2 separate regions of the Anas platyrhynchos genome follow, and region 1 is linked to region 2. A link is a contact called in public Hi-C data. All regions are on one chromosome and are shown on one strand. The core of a region is the stretch at or near the end of the contact, and the rest is flanking DNA. Distances in the headings are between cores, read along the strand shown. Region 1 overlaps KCNE2 (potassium voltage-gated channel subfamily E regulatory subunit 2). Region 2 overlaps KCNE2 (potassium voltage-gated channel subfamily E regulatory subunit 2).

Region 1 (5,623 bases), core at 1,773-4,272, 74 kb before region 2:
CTGATAGGTACTCTTCTGTCTGGAAGTCTCAATGTTGCTTTAAGCACAAGACCGGCTCAGTCTTAGAGTGAAAGCTCTTTTCACTGGAATCTTTTGACAAACTCAATGTATTTTTAAGCTCTATCTTTTTAGAAGATATTTGCTGAAAATACAGATACAGTTTTGCTCATGTAACGCTAAACAATCTGGAAGCTTCCAGACGCACTGCATGTGGTGTGAGATTTTCTTTAACAAGTTGGAACTTTGAAGGGAGCTTTATCTCACCAGGCAGGAACAGCATGAGCTGTACCCTGTAGCATCTCACAGCTGATACGAGTCTGAGGAAGGGTGAGAACATTACTTCCGAAGGACACAGACACATACCACCCAGAGACAGAGCCTGGCTACCCACACAGAGCAGCCTCAAGGAGGTCCACATCTGCAGGACTGCACTCTGTGCTCTCTTGCTGTCTGTGGGACTTTTTTGGGTAATAGGACCACCATGTACCTGAGCAGCTCAAATGAAAACATTAATTTGCTAACCGCATTTCAGGAAAGGAACTGAAAACAAAGACTTTCAAGGAAAATGAGGTGTGTAATACAATTAAAATTAATGGGAGCTAGGAAATGCAATTGCTTTGAGAAACAGAGTGGGTGTTTTTTATGGTCACTGAGTGACTCTGATGGGACAGAAGGCTGAGCCTAGGTCTTCTCAGCTGTGGCTGTCTCTGCTCACCCACTGACCCCTGATAACTTTGCCGTAGAGAGATTTATGAACCCTGTCCTCCACATAATCTGCATCAGAGTTCTCATTCCTACATAATGCCCTACCTTATACCTAACATCCATGCTACCTGGATGATGAAAATCTGCCTGAGAAATCTGGCAGTGTCCTAGAGTTGCCCTTGCTCTTTTAAACAACGGTCCCTATATTCACAGGTAAGCAGTATTTTTAATTGATCATTAATGACACATCACAGGTAGCTGAAGTTCATGAGATGAGTGATGACCAAAGGCTCATCTGAACCATCCTGAACTTTGCGGAACTGGAGATCAGATACTGTGTCAGGAATCATTAATAATCGATTGAAACCAACTCTCCCATTTAACAGGAGGAATTCAGGAGCTTAGAGCCATCTTTGTGATAGAATCTGATCCTAATTCATATCACTGTGTACCTGAGCTCTTCCTAGGTTAGCCATAATCCCAGAACAATGTCCCTGGTAATTTTTATGGTATCATCAACTGTAATCAAGGAAATGATCTCAAATGCATATGCAAAATAGGGTCTAGAATCACAGCCTGTACAGCATCAAAATGGCAAGTAGGCAGAACACAGAAATCCCCTTTTACAGATGATTATTATTATTATTGAATACAGTTGTCTTCCACCTCAGACAGAACTCTAACAGTTCATCTTCCTCTCGGAAAGGGGATGGAGTCTCAGGTTGGTGTGTGGGAAGGGGGAGGAGGAAGCACAGGTGCAGTCTGCATGATGCCTGGGCCACTGAGGAGCTGTGAGATGGGTCTGTCAAAATCTCATCCAAACCTAAAGCCATTAAGTTTCAACAAGTTGGTGATTTCCTTGTTTTGTTGCTGTTTCTTCAGCCAGCTGCCATGGTGATGGATCCAGTCCGGAGGGGGTACTAACACAATACTGCTGCTGTATTCTGGAGAGCACTGCATGCTCCAGCGTGGCAGTCTCCCTCTGCTGCTACTGCCAGCTGCTGCAAGGGTTTGACAGGAGCTCCTGGGTGCACATATGAACAAGTTAAAAGAGAGGTTAGCCCATGGTCATCAAAGCCAAGTGCCTCCTCAGGACTTGCTCTGATTCAGAAACCCAGACAGTGGCAACAGTAGATAAGGATAGGTCTGGGCTTGGCCCACTGGAGCTGATGAAGAATTATTTGCTGACACAGTAACCATGTGAGCATCCTTCTGGCTAGATGGTAAACCACAGGGAGTCTGGAATCAGTTGCCCAGGTTCAGGTTTGAGGTATGTAGTGTGTATTATGATCTACTGAAGATGGGGCCTGAATCTTGGAGAGGCTGCAGAAGTTCCCATGGAAGGGTTGCTGCAGCTGTAAGCACACTGAGGACACTGAAGTGTATGGATGAGGCCAACTTTTATGGGAATAACTCTGCCACTTAGGTTAGCACTCACAGAGAGACACTTGCACACGTGGTTACTGTGCAGGCAAACCCCTAGATGAATCTGGTACCATTTACCAATGGAGCCAGGAAGAAGAAGGCATGCCTTATGCTGGCTGAAATGCACTTAGCCTTTCCTCTCAGTCTGGCTGAGAAGACGAGGGCAAAGTTATCAAGAATCAAAGTGCAGAAAACTGCATGGATATTCTTCCTGTTTACAACCTAGTCAGCGTCAAAGTTTGGCCGCCCAAAAGGCTGGAGCCGACGGCTGGGTAACCCTACGAGCTGGCACTTCTATTTACTCGCCTTTGCTAAGCCACAGATTCACCTTCACTCTTGCACTCTGACTATATCCAGACAGCAAAGGAGAAAGCCAGAGGCTGAGCTCGTGCACGTCAGGTGCCGTTTTCGGGAGTGACCACACCGTGTCCCCACAGAGCTGCACTTCCATCCCTCCATCCACCCGCAGAAAGGCTTCCAAGTGGTAGCTCATCTGCATGCCCATAAATACACCCCCCTCCAGCGCTGCTGTAACCCCTACTTATATGGTTAGAGCTGGCAGGAAAATAGTCCTGACCTTCAATTGCTACCAGTCCACTCAGTCCAGGCCCGGTGAGGCGAGTACATAAAAAAAAAAAAAAAAAAAAAAACAACATGTAAAGGTCAAAATTCAAGGTCTGCTGCTCATTACTAAGAAATAGCACCAGAAACCCTCCTCATTTGCATAAAACACTTCGTGCTGAGATCTGAAACGTCCTGAAAACAAAGGTAAGCACCACTAGCCCCATTTCACAGATGGAAAAGTGACCCGATTGCCAAGACCACACAGCAGGCACGCAGCAGACCTGAACCAGATTAGGCTCGTGGCTGTCTCTTATCGCCGCACTGGACCACACTCCCAAGCCTGTGCAATAAGGAGACAGTGGGGTTTTGTTTTCCCAAACTCTGGAACGCCAGAGGTTACTATCGTGTATCTGAAAGGGCAGAGCAATGTGGGCCGTGACACCTTACCTCCTTCCCTTGCCCTTTCAAACACAGCATGTCTCTTCAAAAGTTGGGCAATTCAAGGAGGACATGGGATCCTCTCATCTGCAGCCAGGCCTGCCACCCACCTGGTTGGTATTCAAGGGTGGGAGCACTAGGGTCAGATGAGGCCCATATCATCTTGCTAAAATGGGGAAAGGGGTGGGGAGAAAAGGGGGAATAAGTACATGTAGGACCATGGTTTCACAGTGAAGACCATCAACAGCCACCAGGCACACAGAGATCCCTGGCCAGACTGTTCACTGGGATAAAGGCAAATTTGAGAGCAGTGACGCACAGAGAAAAAGTTTGAAGGACACCTTCAAACCAAGAGCAAGAGCAACAACTTTCCATAGGGCAAGATACTTCTTCCTTGATTATAAAGACTTTCAGGAAGCCCACAGACAGGAAAGCCCTTAGATGAGAGGAAGATAACTGTTAATCCACCAGCAGATTGCAGCAGATTTGAAGGAAAGCTCACAGCTCTCAGAGTGGCATGTCAGCACATCGCTGTGACAGTAGGCCTCATCTCACTACAGGTACACCCCCAGTCAGCAATAGTTACTCTGTGGCTCAGATCATCATTTCTGGGCAGAAAGATGTAGGGCCAGACCACCAGCCCCATCTCAGCAAGGCGCTCGTGCCATGCCTCCACCTACTGAGGTCACATCACTAGCTCTTCCATCAGTCCATTTCGCATCAAGGATTCTTCAGCTAACCAGTCATCTGATCATTAGCCATTTTTTTTTGCTCCAGAAAAAGAAGGTAACCAGTGAGTCTGGTTTTCAGCAGTGTAATTGTACGTTGATGGCTCATGGTGGAGGAGCCCAATGGAAAGCCATGGGACACAGCCCCACATCTACAAAAGTGGAAAACCAGAGGATAAGCTCCTAGGATCAGATCCACACAACACAATGGAGAGAGTGAACACAAAGGTTCACTCTCTCCATTGCCACATAGGCCTTCAGCTTAGAGGCACAGCAAAACACAGAATCCTTCCCTGCACATGCCGTCCTAATGGAAAAGACTGTCTTACTTGGGAAAATTGCAGTTGCCCCACCTACCCCATCTCATGTGAGCAAGTTGCTTCAGTTTTGCCCCTAATGGCATAACCTGTTCACTGTCCATCCAGGCCTAAATTGCAGAGAAATCCTGCATCCTGCCTTCCCCAGCTGATCACAAGGCCACTGGAAGCTTCACACAGGCTATGGAGTGCATGAGGGAGAGCAAGTGGCTCTGAAGTGAAGTGGCATAGAGCAGCAGAGTCTACACAGTGACTACACAGGGCTGGAGGACTGATACCATAGGAAACGTCTGCATTGCTGTTCAGCAGCACACTGAAAGTCCTTCCTGGAAGACAGCAAAGAGTGGACCATAGCTACCATGTCCAGTGGGATTTCTTCTTTCAGGCCATCTCACTCCTGGATGGATCAGCATATTTCTGTTTTGGCCAGGTTACTCCATCAGCGTGCTCCTTGAGGCGCCATGTCTATGGCTTCAGGAACTGAAGCCAGGCAAAGCAGCTGGAGGCTCAACCCTATGTTCTTAATATCAAGGCTGAGCCCTTAAGCCAGAAGCAATCAGGCCATCAGGGTCAGGGAACATCTTGAAATGGAGACAGAAGGGCTCCATGCTCCGTGAGGGCCCTGGGGCTCTGTTTCAGCTCCATTGTTTTATAACCCTCTCGATTTTTGTAATTTTTAGAGAAGGATGCATCTTGTACTTTCTTTTACAGGTTCTGATACTACTGACTGTTTAACATGTGAAAGGGCAAATAGCTCTTAACCCGAAGTCACTGCCATTAGCAGAGGGTTTCTAGGCTTAACTTTTATTTTGGTTAAGAAAAAAGGCCAGGAGAGCATGTGGCTTGTGATTACACTCCCAGCCTTTCTGCCAGTATCGTGACCCATCTCTTATGGGTACAATGAAGATGAATGATCTCAGGGATTGCAAATTGCCCCAGTGATCACTGTGGAGTTTTTTTCTCCATTTGGTGCCTAATTTGAGCTGTCTTGATCCCTTCCCTTCTGATTAAGCAAGACATATGTGGTGTGAGGGAAGGGGAAAGGAGGGGGGGAAAGAAAGGAAGTGGGGAGATCTCTGTGCCAAGCCTGTCACTGCTATATGTCCTCTCCTTACCTTCTCCCTCCCCATACCGAGGCTGGGTTACAACAGCTGGAGTCGCTCACCACTCTGAGCTGGTCCCCAGTGTGCAGGGAGGTGCAGTGGGAAGAGGGCTGACCAGCCTTCACATTTCCCCTGGCCATGCGCTGTCTCCACAGAGCCAGCGGTCCCAAGAGCCCTGTATAATGCGAGCTGGCTTTCAGGAATGATGTCTTGCCAGGAGCTTCTCTGTGTGAGGCCAATGCAGTTTGCTGGTCCATGACCACAGGAAAAAGCTTTACACTTGACAACCAGAAAGCATTTTTACAACACACACCCTTCTCTGGACTTGTTGACCTGTAGAAGG
Region 2 (5,209 bases), core at 1,857-4,356:
ATATCTGAACAAAAAGGAAGATCCAAACAGCTCGATTCCCTCCCGCTCTGTGCCTCAAATCCAGCAGAGGGGAGCCCAGCTGAGCTGGGAACACTGAGTGCTCAGCTATTATTCAAGTCAGTGCCTTCACATCTCAATAAATGCCCCATGACATGCGGGCATCCTCTGAAGATAAAGCATTTGTACAAAGCCAGGACTGTCAGAGTCCTTGAGAAGGGCTATCTCCTGTCTGTCACACGGAGAAAACCACCAGCTATAAAACAGGTCTGGAAATCAACAACCTGTAGTGTGGTCACTGTGTACTCAGAACTCGCAGGATGTAATTTTGGTACTTCAAACTCCCCACTTGGATGCATTTGTCCAACCCTCCGTCTTCAACAGAAACCTATCTGCCTATACCCAAAGGCAGAGCCAGCTCTCACGTTCCTCCTCACTTGTCACATCGATAGAGCATAAGTCATATTCAGATGTCAGAAAGAGTCTATCCACACAGAGCTTAAAAATAATAATAAAAAGAATAAAAAGAAAAAGAATTTTACAAGTCTGTCACAGGCCAAATCCAGCCTACTGCGTTCTATGTTCATCCTGAAAGGAGCCCCCACTGAAAAAGGAAAGACTACTGTTATTATTTCTATTCCCTTAACACTACAGATCAGGCCCCCTTTATTTTAGGCACTGTACAAACAAATTACTCAAACAGTCCTTCCCTCGGGTGCTCCCCAAATAGGAGTGCCTAAAATCTTTCATTTGTCTAGACCTCCCACTTCCTACAAGAACATGGGGATTGCTGAATGTGAGAAAATAGCTGAAGTTCGTCCTCGGCGAGCTGAGCACTGGCAAGGTTAGAAAGAAGCCTCCTCTTGGTTCATACATCACACAGTGGTGGAGTTGCTTCTCTGAAGCATGTGGTTCCTGGTTCTAATCTCAGCTGTGGTAACGACCAGCGTGTTCAGCTACTGCATGAGAAAGTTTGCTAATTGTCAGTGTCTGTGCTAGCGTCTGACAGATACAGCAGATGTCATGGCCAATTTTCAATTATGTGCAGAAATGAACTGCATACCCTGGGAGAAAGCAGAGCTTTCAGGATTCCCCCCGCCCCGCCAAATCTTAGGTGTTTCATCTGTGCGCCAATAAGCAGCACTCACAGTGAATAACGGATTAATAAAAAGCTCTTCCAGCCCGAAGCTTTATCAGGCAACTTTAAACAGCCTTCCCTCTCTTTCGCACTGACTCTGTTGTCTCCCACAGTCTAAGACGCAGGCAGGAACTCAAGGCCCTGAAGAACAGTGCTCTCTTGACTGCTAACAGCTCCAAGAAATGGCTATATATAACTGCTGTCTGTCACAGCTGTGCATTTCATAGCCTTACTGCCTGTTCAGTAGACAAATGTCTTCTGTTCTTGCCCAGTTCCCAGACCCAAAGCCACCGTTGGACACAAGAGCTGAACTTCAGCAGCTTGGTTCCAAGGACCTTTCCCTAGGCTGCTGTGAGTCTCTCTCCTGGCCAGCTTTAAAGAGATGGCAACCCTTTTCTAGCCACTCTTTCTTCATCACCACAACAGCAATCAGCTGAACAGCCTTCCTGAATTTCTGCGTTATCCTCTTGTTTTCTAAATCAAATATAACAAAGTTTGAATGTTTTTCAACAGAGTTGAAAAATATCATAGACCAGGCTATAATTGCCTTTTGCTTTTGATGCCTACCAGAAGCAAATCTTGACTAAAGGGGTTCCTAGCGATTGAATTCTACCTTTTTTTCTGCTTGCTCTCCTGGTGGGCTGCTACAAATGGAGGTTCACTTCCCCTGGAAAATCACACAGCTGTGTGAAGTGTTCTTAGCCTTCTTTCACATCTCTGTCCGTAGAAAGAAGTCCAGCTGAACATCTACAAATTGGACTGCTGTTAATTTATCTTGGAAAGTCTCATATGGATATGCCTGGAACCTAAGTTTTCTCAGGTCCTCAGTTCAGATGGGGCCCCTTTTTTTTTTCTCTTCTAAATCTCATGTCAAGAATTTGAGCCAAATATGGCTATATCTTATCCTACATCCGGATCTAAATAAAAACTGTGCCACAAATCATATTTCCAAGATTTTTCTCTTCAAGCAATTTTTCTTTTTTTTCTTTTTTTCTTTTCTTTCTTTTTTTTTTTCCTGAGGGCACATTTTACCGCGCTATTAGAGCTAGTTTCTATTAGGCTTGTTTATGGAAGGAGGAAAAAATTAATGACAACATCAGAGAGATTCTTTGGTGAGATCCTATTTACAAAGTATGCCCACAAAGTCCTATTTCCCAGAAAAAAAAAAAAAAAGAGAAACAAATGACAGCAGAATATTTTCTTGCTCACAGTTACTAAGTCTCCCCCTTCTGTCAGTTCTGCTTTTTCTCATGATGACACACATAACCATTTCTGTCTGTTGGCTTTCTTTTTCTCACGTGTACAGAGGCTGCCTCTGATTGTAGACCCTCCATTTTGCAATTAGAGAACGTCTCAGCCCACATTTCTTATCTTCTGACTAGGCCTCATCTATTTTTTCCTCCCCTTTCACTGTGTGAGGAGATTACTATGGAGCAAAGATTTTGCTTCAAGGCAACTAGTAACACCTTGCTATAAACAGCTCGATATCACATGCTATATTCTGTTTGCATCTTCTGAGGCCATAGTTCATCCCTCAGTCATGTGAACGCTCGGCACTGCCAGGTCACGTAGCAGCTGAAGGCATGGTTGTGTGGGCAGGCTGTGAACGGTCGCTGCTGCTAGCTAGATCACACAACAGCGATTTTGTGCCACGGACACGCTGCCAGAAGTGTCTCAGAGTGCCTCGTGTGCCTCAGCTCCTTGCTTGCTTTTATGAACAGCAGTGAGACAGAGAGACTGGGGGCTTGGTGCTGGCTTTGTACCTGCTGGGAGTGCTCTGACTCTGGCTACCCTGTAATGCCCAGCTATTACGAATCACGACAGTTTCTCCAAGATTGCTTCTCTGCTATTTCCACAGCCCTTCCGCCCCTAACTACTCTTACTCCCTCATCACTAAAATATTTCCTGTAATGTAGCTTCTCAGGCTACATCAAGGGCGCTTCTGGTTGCCCGGTATTTCACTGTGTGTAACCTTTTGTATGTACCTCAGAGAAGCTGGATCCAGACCTTTCTCAATTCCAGCAGTAGGTTTTTGCCATCCTTCATAGACAACCACTTCAGATCATGCCTGTGTGGACATGTACAGACAGAGCTCAGGTCTTCTCTGCTCTCCAGGATGGCTTCTTAGCTAGGTGTGCTGATGCAGATATTTGACTTCTGGGTAGAAGTTAGCCTGTACCTGCCCATGAAGATATGCCCTCTGACAGCTTTTATGATACTCCCAATTACAAGCCTGTAAAAATAAGCAAATAAGCTCTACCTTGCACAGTTCTTAGCACTGTTTCCAGGACCAACTCCAGAGAAGCAAAAGCATCCTAGGAAAAAACAATACACTGTATATCCCAGAGATCCCATCACCTTCATCCTGCTGTGAAAGGCAAAAGGAAACAAAATTTTCCTTCACAATATCAATCAGGTTATTGTTGTGCATAAAAACCTCCGATTCAGGATTTGCCTATCCAAAATACTGGCTTCCCCCACTGCAATCGCCAACCGCTGAGCTAGGCTTCCTTTGTAGTCAGCCAGCTGAGGTGCTTTGCAGGGCGTGATTCATCCCACCCTCAAGCAGGTACCAAAATTAGGGCAACAAAGTCCTCAGGGGAGCAGCTCTGATGTAGACACCTACCCCCAGACTTCTAAAGTTCAGTAACAGGAATCCCACCTCCCGACACTTTTCAGATGACCCAGTTTATCAACAACTGTCATTTATCTCAGCAAAAAAAAAAAAAAAAGAGCAGATGCTCTGATCTGTAGTTTCATTACACTACTTTTATTGAAAACTCCAGGCCTGTACCACAGAAGTCTGGGAAAGACTAGCCCTTCAGACTGCACCAGGGGCTTAATAAGAATGAAAACAGCTTCACAACACATCTGGCTTCCAGTTTGAGAGATCACCTGGACCTCTGTCATCTGATTTCACACACAGGTGCAGTCCCAAATCAAATAGATACTTAATCAAGAACCTTACAGGACTCTGAAGTGTATATTTTACAACATTTCAGCCCAAACTACCTTCTATTTACTTAATATTACTGTTCAAACAACTCCCAAGACATACATGGAGCTTTATAAACACATAAAGCAGATAGATCGCAGTCCGTGAAAGCTTTGATTCTAAACAAAACATAGCAGCAAATGAAGACAGACTGCTGTGTGGGGGCTGAGGAAATGGTTACAACCAGCAAGGCTAACTTCGAATAGACTTCACATTAAAAAAACAAAAAAAGTTTGCACATTTTTCAGTTGATATTTCTGGGCCTGGTATTTTATGCTTGAAAAGCTTCTTCCTGACCTGTCTGGTTTTATTTGCATTGAACCATTTGCCTCATCAGAGTTTCCCAAGAGACTGCAGGATTGTCGTAAAACTCCCTGCCGCTCTATTTTAAGCAGGCTATCAATGCACTTGAGTGTTCAGACTATTAGGGGCTGCCTCCACCCCTGCTAACAGGCAGGGAGTACTGACCGCAGGCTCCTCTCGGGTCACCTCCTGTGGTGCATTGAGCAGCAGCCTTCCTTGGAGGACCCCACTCTGAGAAGGACAGGAGATGGAAAGAGCTTCTCAGCCTGCTGAGCTTCTGCACGCAAGACACAGCAATCTGGTACCTCATTTACTGCTCGGGACAGGCACAAAGGAAGCCTGGAGCTGCCTTGCTGGTTGCAGCTGAGCCTCTGTGGGGCACGCAGATGTCCACACCTCTACCTTTCTCTGCACCACCACAGCTTGCACTGACCTGGCCTGGGGGAGCAGGAGAACCATTCACACCAAGGCTGTGTCTTTCCCCCTGTAACCCTACAGGCTGATCCCAGCCCTCTGGGCAAAACTGAGGATGAGAGGAATGAGATGGGGAAGAGGTCACGCTGCCTCCTGGCCCCAGACCTTTGAACGGATGGGGTGGGTGGCTAAAGCCTGCATATGATTGTATGATCTTGTTCTAATATAAATAAGGCCAAAAAAAATATATGTTTATTGGCTGCTTGACTAGCAAAAAGTCTTCTGCCATTTTGGCCCAGTTCGTCTGTCTCCTCTCTGCACCTCCAATATTTCCTGATCATCTAACCTCTGTTTTGCATATC

Evidence for each region. A called contact is a pair of places that touch in the nucleus more often than the background predicts.
Region 1: a Hi-C map of F5 follicle shows a contact between it and region 2, with 2.0 times the contacts expected there. The contact joins two enhancer-like sites. A contact is called at or near these places in 3 of 8 Hi-C or Micro-C datasets (F5 follicle, skeletal muscle and small yellow follicle).

What each region holds. Positions count from the first base shown.
Region 1 is chr1:111,282,395-111,288,017 of IASCAAS_PekinDuck_T2T, reverse strand. The region is part of intron 2 of KCNE2 (potassium voltage-gated channel subfamily E regulatory subunit 2); the gene reads right to left. Among named protein-coding and RNA genes, the nearest start is that of SMIM11, 21 kb to the left of the region's middle. Within about 2 kb of position 3,022, at least 5 of the 8 cell types and tissues checked have an H3K27ac peak or open chromatin away from gene starts, as enhancers often do. A contact at or near this core is called in small yellow follicle, where this site is marked.
Region 2 is chr1:111,209,253-111,214,461 of IASCAAS_PekinDuck_T2T, reverse strand. The region is part of intron 2 of KCNE2 (potassium voltage-gated channel subfamily E regulatory subunit 2); the gene reads right to left. Among named protein-coding and RNA genes, the nearest start is that of KCNE2, 13 kb to the right of the region's middle. Within about 2 kb of position 3,106, at least 2 of the 8 cell types and tissues checked have an H3K27ac peak or open chromatin away from gene starts, as enhancers often do. A contact at or near this core is called in small yellow follicle, where this site is marked.